Linked DNA regions of Ovis canadensis: region 1 is linked to region 2. A link is a contact called in public Hi-C data. All regions are on one chromosome and are shown on one strand. Each heading gives the region's core, a stretch centred on a gene start, on an enhancer-like site or on the middle of the called end of the contact. The rest is flanking DNA. Distances are from core to core; before and after follow the strand shown. Region 1 overlaps DST (dystonin). Region 2 overlaps DST (dystonin).

What was found. A called contact is a pair of places that touch in the nucleus more often than the background predicts.
Region 1: a Hi-C map of lung shows a contact between it and region 2, with 4 times the contacts expected there. The contact joins two enhancer-like sites. A contact is called at or near these places in 2 of 2 Hi-C or Micro-C datasets (fibroblasts and lung).

The regions. Positions count from the first base shown.
Region 1 is chr20:18,698,668-18,703,876 of ARS-UI_OviCan_v2, reverse strand. The region is part of intron 5 of DST (dystonin); the gene reads right to left. Among named protein-coding and RNA genes, the nearest start is that of DST, 240 kb to the right of the region's middle. Within about 2 kb of position 3,011, the one cell type or tissue checked has open chromatin away from gene starts, as enhancers often do. A contact at or near this core is called in fibroblasts, where this site is marked.
Region 2 is chr20:18,560,294-18,565,572 of ARS-UI_OviCan_v2, reverse strand. It overlaps DST (dystonin), which reads right to left. Exons shown (of 97, transcript XM_069564074.1): 4 at 1,543-1,750. Among named protein-coding and RNA genes, the nearest start is that of DST, 100 kb to the right of the region's middle. Within about 2 kb of position 2,027, the one cell type or tissue checked has open chromatin away from gene starts, as enhancers often do. A contact at or near this core is called in fibroblasts, where this site is marked.

The sequences.
Region 1 (5,209 bases), core at 1,762-4,261, 140 kb before region 2:
TTGGGTGGCACCACTGACTCAATTGACATGAGTTTGGGTAAACTCCAGGGGTTGGTGATGGTAATGGACAGGAAGGCCTGGCGTGCTGCAGTCCATGGAGTCACAAAGAGTTGGACATGACTGAGCGACTGAACCAAACTGAAGGTAATTAACACTGCTATAAATTATATATGAAATTTAAGAAAGTAAATCCTAAGACTTTCCATAAGAGAAAATTTTTTCTCTTTTAATTTCATATCTATATGAGGTGATGAAGGCTCACTAAACTTACTGTGGTCATCATTTTGTAACGCATGTAAGTCAGGTCATTACACTGCAAAGCCTAGACTTATACAGTGCTGTATGTCAATTATATCTCAATGAAACTGGAAGAAGGGAAAAAAAGAAATTCTTTAAGCCATCATTGAGTATTAGACTATGTCAGCACTGTGAATCCACAGCTCAGGCCATCCGTGTTCAGTTCAGTATTTTTAGATGTACACAGTGGTCCTCCCAGCTTCAACAGCTTCCCTCTGAGCTCATTGATCTCTCCTTCTTCACACAGACATTTCTTCTATATCACATTAAGATCATCTTTTAGGATTTAAAATAGCTCAACTGGAATTCCATCACCTCTACTAGCTTTGTTTGCAGTGATGCTTCCTAAGGCCCACCTGACTTCGCATTCCAGGATGTCTGGCTCTAGGTGAGCGATCACACCATCGTGGTTATCTGGGTCATAAAGATCTTTTTCATATAATTTTTCTGTGTATTCTTGCTACCTCTTTTTAAAATCTTCTGCTTCTGTTAGGTCCATACCATTTCTGTCCTTTATTGAGCCCATCTTTGCATGAAATGTTCCCTCGGTATCTCTAATTTTCTTGAAGAGATCTCTCGTCTTTCTCATTCTATTGTCTTCCTCTATTTCTTTGCACTGATCACTGGAAAAGGTCAGTTTTCATTCCAATCCCAAAGAAACGCAATGCCAAAGAATGTTCAAACTACTGCACAACTGCACTCATCTCACAAGCTAGCAAAGTAAACCTCAAAGTTCTCCAACCCAGGCTTCAACAGTACATGAACCATGAACTTCCAGATGTTCAAGCTGGATTTAGAAAAGCCAGAGGAACCAGAGATCATCAAAAAAGCAGGAGAGTTCCAGAAAAAACATCTACTTCTACAGAGGATAAGATGGTTGTATGGCATCACTGACTCAATGGACATGAGTCTGAGCAAGCTTCAGGAGTTGGTGATGGACAGGGAGGCCTGGCATGCTGCGATCCATGGGGTCGCAAAGAGTCAGACACGACTATGCAGGCAACTGCTTCCAAACTCCATGGCAAGTCCAACGTGACTCATCCCCGGCCCCTGACACACTGACCGCTCTCAAGGTCAAGTTCTCCACCGGCAGGGCACATCCCCCTCTTCATCACCAGCTTCTGCCTCCCCCTGCTTGTCCTCCTCATCAGCCCCTTTTAAAACCAGTTTCTGAATTTCTGTTCGGTTTGCAGCACAGCCAACCTGACAGTGCCTGGAAACAGTTTTCTAAGATCCTAAGGCATGTGAAACCTAACCACACCTGCAAGACAGGGCTCAGGACGCACAACCCCAGACACGGCCCCTGGGCAGACTGGACGTTTCCAGCCAAAGGAGGTAGGAGACAGCGGGTGCTGGAAGGGCGCTGCCACCACCCACCCCCAAGCACGTCATGGGACCCTCAGGGGGGAGGCGCTCGCTCTGCACCTGGAGGAAAGGAGCATCCTTCTCTCTGCAGGTGAGAGGAATCTGAACAGACAGGCCTTCCTGAACTTCTCAAGTTTATTACCCTTGGCTCACACCCTTCTGTTTTGCGACGTTTCACCATGACCCTCCACTCCCCACCAAGCCTGGTGTTAAAAAGCACTCAGGTTAACCCTTTCTTCAGGTCATTTCCCCTCGAAGGCTCCTAATTATACAAAGTTATCAAACAATCTGTATGCTCTTCTCTTATTTGTCTTTTGTTTTACAGCCCAGCTAGGAGCCTAGAAAGGTAGAAGGAAAAGACTTCTTCTTCATAAGCAATAAGGCTTCAAAGAATCTACTAATATTGCCAGCAAACTATTAGAAAATTCCCCAGTGAGGAAAAGCTAGCTTCAATCAATATTCTTCTACATTCTGAGCTGAGGGAAATAACAGTAGGTAAGTTGGACAAAGTTTACTTATTCATCTATTTATATGTATGTAATTTTTACTGTTGTTCAGTCATCAAGTCGTGTCCGACTCTTTACGACCCCATGGACTGCAGCAGGCCAGGCTTCCCTGTCCCTCACCATCTCCTGGAGTTTGCCCAAGTTCATGATACCACCCAACCATCTCATCCTCTGCGGTCCCCTTCTCCTCCTGCCCTCAATCTTTCCCAGCGTTAGGGTCTTTTCCGAAGAGTCAGCTGTTCACATCAGGTGGCCAAAGTCTTGGAGCTTCAGCTTCAGCATAGGTCCTTCCAAAGAGTATTCAGGTTGGTTCTTTTTATTCCTATTATATTGTTTTATTTACTTGTACATATTTAACGCTAGATAAATACATTAATGTCAGTTCTGAATAAGAGTAAACTTCCTGCCCTTGACGTGAACGGAGGCTGTGGAAGAACGCAGAGCATCAGCATGGCGGCCCCTCCTGCCTGACCCGGCGCCTCTCGTTCTGTACCCATAATGCAGCGGGGCTCGCTCCTCAGCCTTCACAGGAAGGAGTCATCATGGACCGCCTTTCCTTCCAGACTTTTACCTCACTTCCCAGAAAGTGACGCTTTTCATCCTCCATCACAGTAGTCAGGGGTATGTATCACAAACACGGGCGAAAGCGTCATCTGGTTTCCAGCTCACTCAGGAAGCAACAGATTCCTCAGGGCCCTGACAGAAGCAGCATGTCAGGCACGGCGCTGGGGTGGGCTTCAGCCTGGAGTCCAGAACAGACGACGCAGCAAAGCTGCTGCGGGGCCTACCCGGGACGGAAGGGCGGGGCCTACCCGCGACGGAAGGGCGGGGCCTACCCGGGACGGAAGGGCGGGGCCTACCCGCGACAGAAGGGCGGGGCCTACCCGCGACGGCAGGCCAGAAAGCGTGTGCGGCCAGACAGGGCTGTCAGCACCACTGGGCAAACCGCCTTTTCCTCTCCTTCGAAAAGGCCTTAGTCAGCGCCCTCCTCCAGCGAAACCCCGGCCTCCGGGAGCGCTGCTTGGCTTTCTCATATGCTTTTATCTGTGTCTCTAAACGCTTGTAAAGCATACTGACTAGAGAATAATGCAAATAAAAATTTATGGCAGAAGCATCACAGCAAAGACTAGAAGTCACTCAGAAAGAGACGAGCGCTGTGCTCGCTTCGGCAGCGCATGTACTAGAAACGAGAGCTGCGCCTCAGCACCGCGCCTTTCCCCTGCGGCCGCGTCTGCTCCTCACAACCGCTCTTCAGCCCTGTGGCTCTGCTAAGGCAAGACGGGCCAAGACGGCGGAGCTCTCCTGGAGAACGAGAAGGACCAAGGACTCCGCCACGTTTCAGCCCATCCACGCTACTCAGGTCATGTCATTACTGAGCCTCCAGAATGTCACTGGCTGAACAAGGGCTCAACCGGACAACCCACGTTACACAGCCCGTCCAGCTTGTGGCCCAGCCTAGGCATTCAAAATGGCAGTGTTGGAAGCAGAAGTAATACTGTTATCAACAATAAGGAAATCAAGAAAAATTATAATTGACCACAAGACAGAACTAAAGTCATCTGATGAATTACTCAGTCAAGCTGTGATGTTCTTAATTTGAAAAGATAGTTCATTACTGTATCAACACGCACTAAAATCTCAGAAAAGGGCTTATCTTCTTGCCATAAAATAGTTTGAAGTTCAAAATACATTTTACTATTAATTGATCTTCCATTCTCTATAAACCCCTGTTCTGTAGTCTTCAAAAAATGTTCATGTCATAAAAGTCTGTTAAAGGGCTGTTAAACTGTTTCTAGCTAAAGCAGGATAAAGAGACACACAGCAACTAAATGCAACAGCTGACCACAACCTGGAAGCTGCTCTGGGGTAACAGTGCAAAGGACCAACCACAAAACTGAAACACGGGCAACAGACTGTGAGCCAGCCTAACTGGATGAAGTAGGTAGATGTGGGGCTATGAAAGAGAACACCCCTGCTCTTGGGAAAGGCTGCAGTACTGAGGGGGAAAGGACCATGTGTATAGGACTTACCCCCACGTGGTTCAGATAAAAAATACACACACACACACACACACACACACACACACGGTATTACAGTCATGATACAGCAAACAGGGTAAGTGCTACCAAGTCAATCTGAGTAATGAGCATACATAACAGGGCTCCTTGTACTATTTTTTTTTTTACAACTTTTAAAGCATAAAATTATTCCCAACAATTAAAAAATATAAAAATAAATCTCTGGTCTATCCCTATTAATTTCTGCTTCACAAAGCTTATCATAAACGAATGACATGACTATATAGTCTTGCGCTTGGAAAGCAAATGCATCACCACCTAGTTCACCGTCCTACCAATGCATGAACCATTTCTGTCCCACCTCTGATAGACCCTACCTACATCCCCACAGGATTTCGGTGGAAATTTGGAATGGCTGGGGAGTGCCTATCCCATGAAGCCTTAGCTGACTTCACATGAGGCAGTTTTATTGGTTCACATATAAGAGGATGATTGATGGTGGCCCCAAAGATATCAGGTCCGAATCTCTGGAAACTGAATAATACCTTATTTGGAAAAGAATCTTTGCAGGTGTGTTAAAAGTCTGTGGTGCGAAGAGTATCCTGGATTATGCCCATGGGCTCGAAATCCAGTCTCTAGCATCCTTATTAAAGAGATGCTCAGGGGTCCTAACACATGGACCAGGAGGCAGCATGTGGCCACGGAAAAGGCAATGCTTGTGTCCCCAGATGCTGAAAGAAACAGGGACGGCATTCTCCCCAAGAGGTTCTGAAGGGAGCACAGCCTTGCTACCACAGTGATTTCCGCCCAGAAAAACTGAGTCCAGACTTCTAGTCCCCAAAACTGTGACTGCATAGAGATCACTGTCCTAAGTCACCAAGCCTGTGTAATTGGTTATAGCAGCCACTGGAACCTAAGAATATACCCTTAGATCAAAACACACTTAAGTGACCACCTATTACTGGGCACTGTGGATGTTTACAGAGAGGTTTTATATTGAGCTTACATCTTCAAACTATAAAG
Region 2 (5,279 bases), core at 778-3,277:
CCCGGACAAACAGGTGCCCGTCCTTCTCCCCTAGCCCCTCCTTCAATACCAAAAGCAAAATGCCCATCTCTGCCACGTCCATCAAAACTCTTAGCCCAGGAGCACCTTCCGCCATCCAGGCATCCTGCTTTGGAGATGCAGGCTTGCCACAGAGCACCACCTGTCACCGTCTTCCCTTTCTGCCAAGACAAGTACCTGGTACCCTGGTTCCAGCACTGTCTCCTCCGCCCCCTGGGGGGGGTCATGACCAGGCAGGGAATCCAGCCTTGGTGACCAGACTCTCCGGTGCCCACCCAGCCCTCTAAGACCCCCCCAGCCGCCCTGCTCACTCTCCCTTGGCTCCCAAACTGTCTCCATCCTCCCTGCCCTGCCTGCCTCCACCCTCCACGTCAAAGGCCTGGGTGAGACCAGCCAGCATCTCACAAAAGAAGCCAGAAGAAGCTCAAGGCTGTTGCCCCAGAAACCCAGATGAGAGAATGGCTGGCTGGCGCTGTTTATTTTTCCCGTAATCAGAAAATCCCACTGGGGGGACCCTCGGGGGACTCTCAGCCACCACGGCAGCCAGGATCTGAGCTAGTCCCCTGCAGCCCCCTAGAAGGTAGGCAAGTCCCAGCTCTGCATGATGGTGGGAAGCAAGAGAAACTGAGTGGGCAGGGGCCTGGGAGGGAGAGAGGGAGGGGGAAAAGGCCAAATCCACAGTAAAAATCAACTCTGGTAAGCACCTCGGCTTTGGCCTTTCAAGAGAGCCCCCCCGGGACACACCCCAACCTACCCCATTGCCGTTTCTGAGAAAAAAATTAGGTAACAACCACCTCAAAAAGCGTAGCTCGTATATACACAAACCACACGGGCACTGCAGGCTGGGGGATAGAGTTCCACAGAAGGCTCAGCTTGCAGCTAAGTAAAACAAGCCATCCCTTCTGGGACCTACAGGCAGTGCAAGGGAACACCAGGTAACAGAAGAGAAACACGGGTCCCTCCCATGTATTAATTAATCAGGGATGCATGATGGCTAAACCCTCAAAAGCACCAAAGGGAGGAGCTGCTATGAACACATGATGCTAATAGAGATGCTATGCTTTAAAAAAAAAAAAAAAAAAAGCTGTAGAGAGCCCTATGCAATCTTGGGTACCAAAACCCAGGAATCTAGCCCCCTGATAAATCTGGTGGCTCGAAGCTCCCAGGCAAACAGAGAAAGGAAGCTTCCAGCAAACACACTGTGAAACACTGAATTAATACTTTCAGACTATCACGGTGGCGACTGCACATAAATAGGAAACTTCAGTGCAGATGCCTGTAAATATCCTCTTGGTTTCAAAGATATCGGTTCCTCCAACCAGAAGACAGGGCCAAACAGCTTAGTCACTAGCAGACAGGGCCAACTGCTCCTTCGATAAAATCGGGACAGAAAGTAAACATGGTCATCCTCCTCCCCCACCTTAAGCCTCAGCTCCCGGCCAGACAGGGACCCCCGGGGAGCCAGTGGGTGAATTTCCACCTCTCTGCAACCCCCAGCCAGGCCCCCCTGCCGCTTGCTCTTACCTGCGATCCTAAGCACTGCCCTCTCCGCGGGGTCCAGCACCGAGCCCCCGTGGATCTTTCTTTTCGATCGCTCATGTTTAGGCAAATTCCAGGGTAAGGTGTCTCCAGGAGCTGGAGATGCAGAGCCAGATTTCTGGCTGAAATCATCTTCGTCGGAAAAATCCGCAGAGGAAGACATGGAGCAGCGATAGGACGCGTTCCCGGAGCTCTACAGGGAATGACACAGAGAAAAGCATCAACGGCAGGCACTCGCGTCAGCTCGTCCATTTCAGCAGCCCCCTCCCTGCCCCCAAAGGGAGTCCGCCGTCCCGCACCCTCCTCCGCGCGGCGGGGGGACGCGTCCCAGGGCCGACCCCAGCGCTCACCATCTTCTCTGGGCCCCGGCTCCAACCCCAGCCACAAGGCCTGGGCAGCTCCGGTTCCAGGAAGATGGGCACCCAAGTGTGTGGCCTGTGGTTCGGCCACCAGCTCACAGATGACTGGCCCAACAATGAAGCCAGAATCCACAGCCTTCCTGTTACAAATCTATAGTATCTGGCTCCCCCACCAGGCAGGGACCGAGATTTTCCATTACGAGCTGCTGCTTAATTCATTAATGCAACTCGCTCCAAGTTGCAAACACAAAGCACAAACGCAGGATGCTGAGTCCTGACTCCTTTCCGCTTCCCCTCCCAGTCTCCCCTCCGACCAGGTTTGAGCCCCTCGTCCTTTTCAGTTCATTTTTTTCCTGAGTTTGAAGCTAGTTCCCAGACTCTTCTGGAGGAAGGAGGGAGGAGGGGCTGATTCTGAGAAGAGCCTTTTCTGCAGACCTGGAGGGCACAAAAGGCTGTTTGCAGAAGCCAAAGGCAGCGCCAGTAAACAAACGTCTGAACTGGGTTTAGAGCTCTCGAGATCATATAAACTTCGAGCAGACGAACAGCTGCCAGCGATGGAGACGGAGGGATGCGGAGGGGAGGGGAAAGAGCTCCCCGGCCCGGCCCGCCCCGTCATCACAGGGGGAAACCGGAGACGCGGCTCGGACCAGCGTGCACCGCCTGAGCTCGGTTCTCCCTCCAGGAGCGGAGCCGGGCGCAGGGCGTGTCCAGCTCTGTTTGCCCCGCAGGGAAAAGGCACAGGTCATTAGCCTCTTTTGGTTGGGTTAAGTTTGTGATAATTTAGTGAGCCACTCATTTACCATGAAAAGAGGCTGCTAACTGTGCGGAGAATAGGCTTACAAACAAGATAAAGCATCCATGGGAGGAAAAAAGAAAAAAAAAACCCAGGCTGTGTGACAACCTCCCAAAGCATGCGGGATAAACCAGAAGTGAATCAGGACCTGGCCTGCGCCTAGTCAGGCATGACCGACGTGAGGTCCTGATGCACATCTAGTGACCAACACCATTTTAAAAGAAAACGTACTATTTCCTGCAAAGTGTCTAATATTTATCTTTGGCTTTACTCTTTCCCCTCAAAAGCAGTTCTCCATTTTACATGAAACGCATCACTTTGGCTAATTATCAATTTATTACGTGTGATGCCCTGTGTGTTTTCTTAGTGGAAATCGTGTGCTGCTGCTGCTGCTAAGTTGCTTCAGTCATGTCCGACTCTGTGCGACCCTAGAGACGGCAGCCCACCAGGCTCCCCCATCCCTGGGATTCTCCAGGCAAGAACACTGGAGCGGGTTGCCATTTCCTTCTGCAATGCATGAAAGTGAAAAGTGAAAGTGAAGTCGCTCAATCGTGTCTGACCCTCAGCGACCCCATGGACTGCAGCCCACCAGGCTCCTCGGTCCATGGGATTTTCCAGGCAAAAGTACTAGAGTGGGGTGCCCTTGCCTTCTCCGGGAAATCGTGTACTAGGCAAATAAATAAATACCACTGATTTTCTGTATTCACTGGAATCCACAGAGTTGTGAGGAGGCATTAAGTCAGTCACAGGATGCTACTATCAACCTACTTTATTTTCCATGTTTTTCTGAAAATTCGTCTTGAGCTCTATAAGGCTGTGATGCTGGGTAGGTCTGTGAAAAAGGATGACATTCTTGAAGACTTTCAAAAGGGTAACAGGTTTCCTTGGTTGCCTTCTGTCTTCTTTAAACTGGCTTCCTACCTGTCCTTATGAAAGGTCATCTTTTATCTATGAGCTTGTATTTCTTGTTGTTTCATGCACTCCAAATGACTACTCCAAGTGAGAGTAGTCATTTGATTGTTTAGAGACAGACTTGGGGAATAAACGGTTAAAGGACTGCCTCCATCCAAAAACTCTGATTATTGATTTTTGTAGATGAAGTAAATTTTTCTAACAATTAGAGTCTCAGCTAATGGAAGAGCAAAACATGATTTATGCCATGACATAAACACCACTCATCACCCAGCCAGATGGGATCATTTACGACCCTGGACCCAAGGGTGTTGGACTGGTACAGCCTCTAATCTGGACGTGTCTTTGGTGAACGGGTAAGAGAGAAAGGAAGACAAGGCAATCGGCAGCACCTCCTTCAACAACACAGCACAGTGAAATACACACGCAGACAGAGGGAAAGCACGCTGGCTTGTACACAGCGAAGTCTCTCCCAGGCTACAGGACTCGAGTGCTAACCATCAAAGCATTTGGTTTTTCCCCACAACAATCTTTATGGACACTCTTTAAATATAAGGTAAACTATACAAAATTAGGCCCATGTGAACCTTGAAAATTGAGAACAGATTTTTTTTTTTATCATTTACATGCTTCGTATTCTGAGAATGACCTTTGAATTCACTTTTTAAATTTTAGACATATGCACTCAACAGTACAGAAATTTTTTTCTATATCTTTTTAGCCTTATCTGGCTGCTTTATTGAATCTGAATTTTCTATTTTAATTGGTGGTGTTTGCTGTTGGCTCTTTAGCTGCCAACAAGATAGAGACTAAATTGGTCACTTTTTAAGGGCTACTGAATTGAGTCTTTTAGGTTACAAGTGTGTGATTAAATGAGTGCTTTGATTTTAATGAATGAAGGTTGTCTATGGTTTCTGTCTTCAAATTTAGGGAAAATATACTTCAAATCTTAATAAATTTGCATTCCTTCTAATGTCAGTGGCATCCATGCTAGTGAATAAAGCAGACTTTCTAAATCAAGTGTTTCAGGTGGGAGGCTGAAAATTCCATCACTCACCTCTCCTTTCCTAATATCAGGCAAACTGGATGAACCATTGATAACTGTTTTTCTGTTTCTTTTTTATTTTTTTAAATATTTGATGAGGTGAAAGAAGAGAGTGAAAAAGCTGGCTTAAAACTAAGATCATGGCATCTGGTCCCATCACTTTGTGACAAATAGAAGCAGAAAAAGTAGAAGCAGTGACAGATTCTCTTGGGCTCCAAAATCACTGCAGACGGTGACTGCAGCCTGAAATTAAAAGACACATGCTCCTTGGAAGGAAACCTATGACAAACCTAAAGAGCCTATTAAAAAGCAAAGACATCACTTGGCCAACAAAGGTCTGTACAATCAAGGCTATGGTTTTTCCAGCAGCCCTGTACAGATGTGAGAGTTGGACCATAAAGAAGGCTGAGCACTGAATAGTTGATGCTTTTGAACTATGGTGTTGGAGAAGATTCATGAGAGTCCCTTGAACTGCAAGGAGATCAAACCCGTCAATCCTAAAGGAAATCAACCATGAATATTCATTGGAAGGACTGATGCTGAAGCTGAAGCTCCAATACTTTGGCCACCTGATGCAAAGAGCAGACTCATTGGAAAAGACCCTGATGCTGGG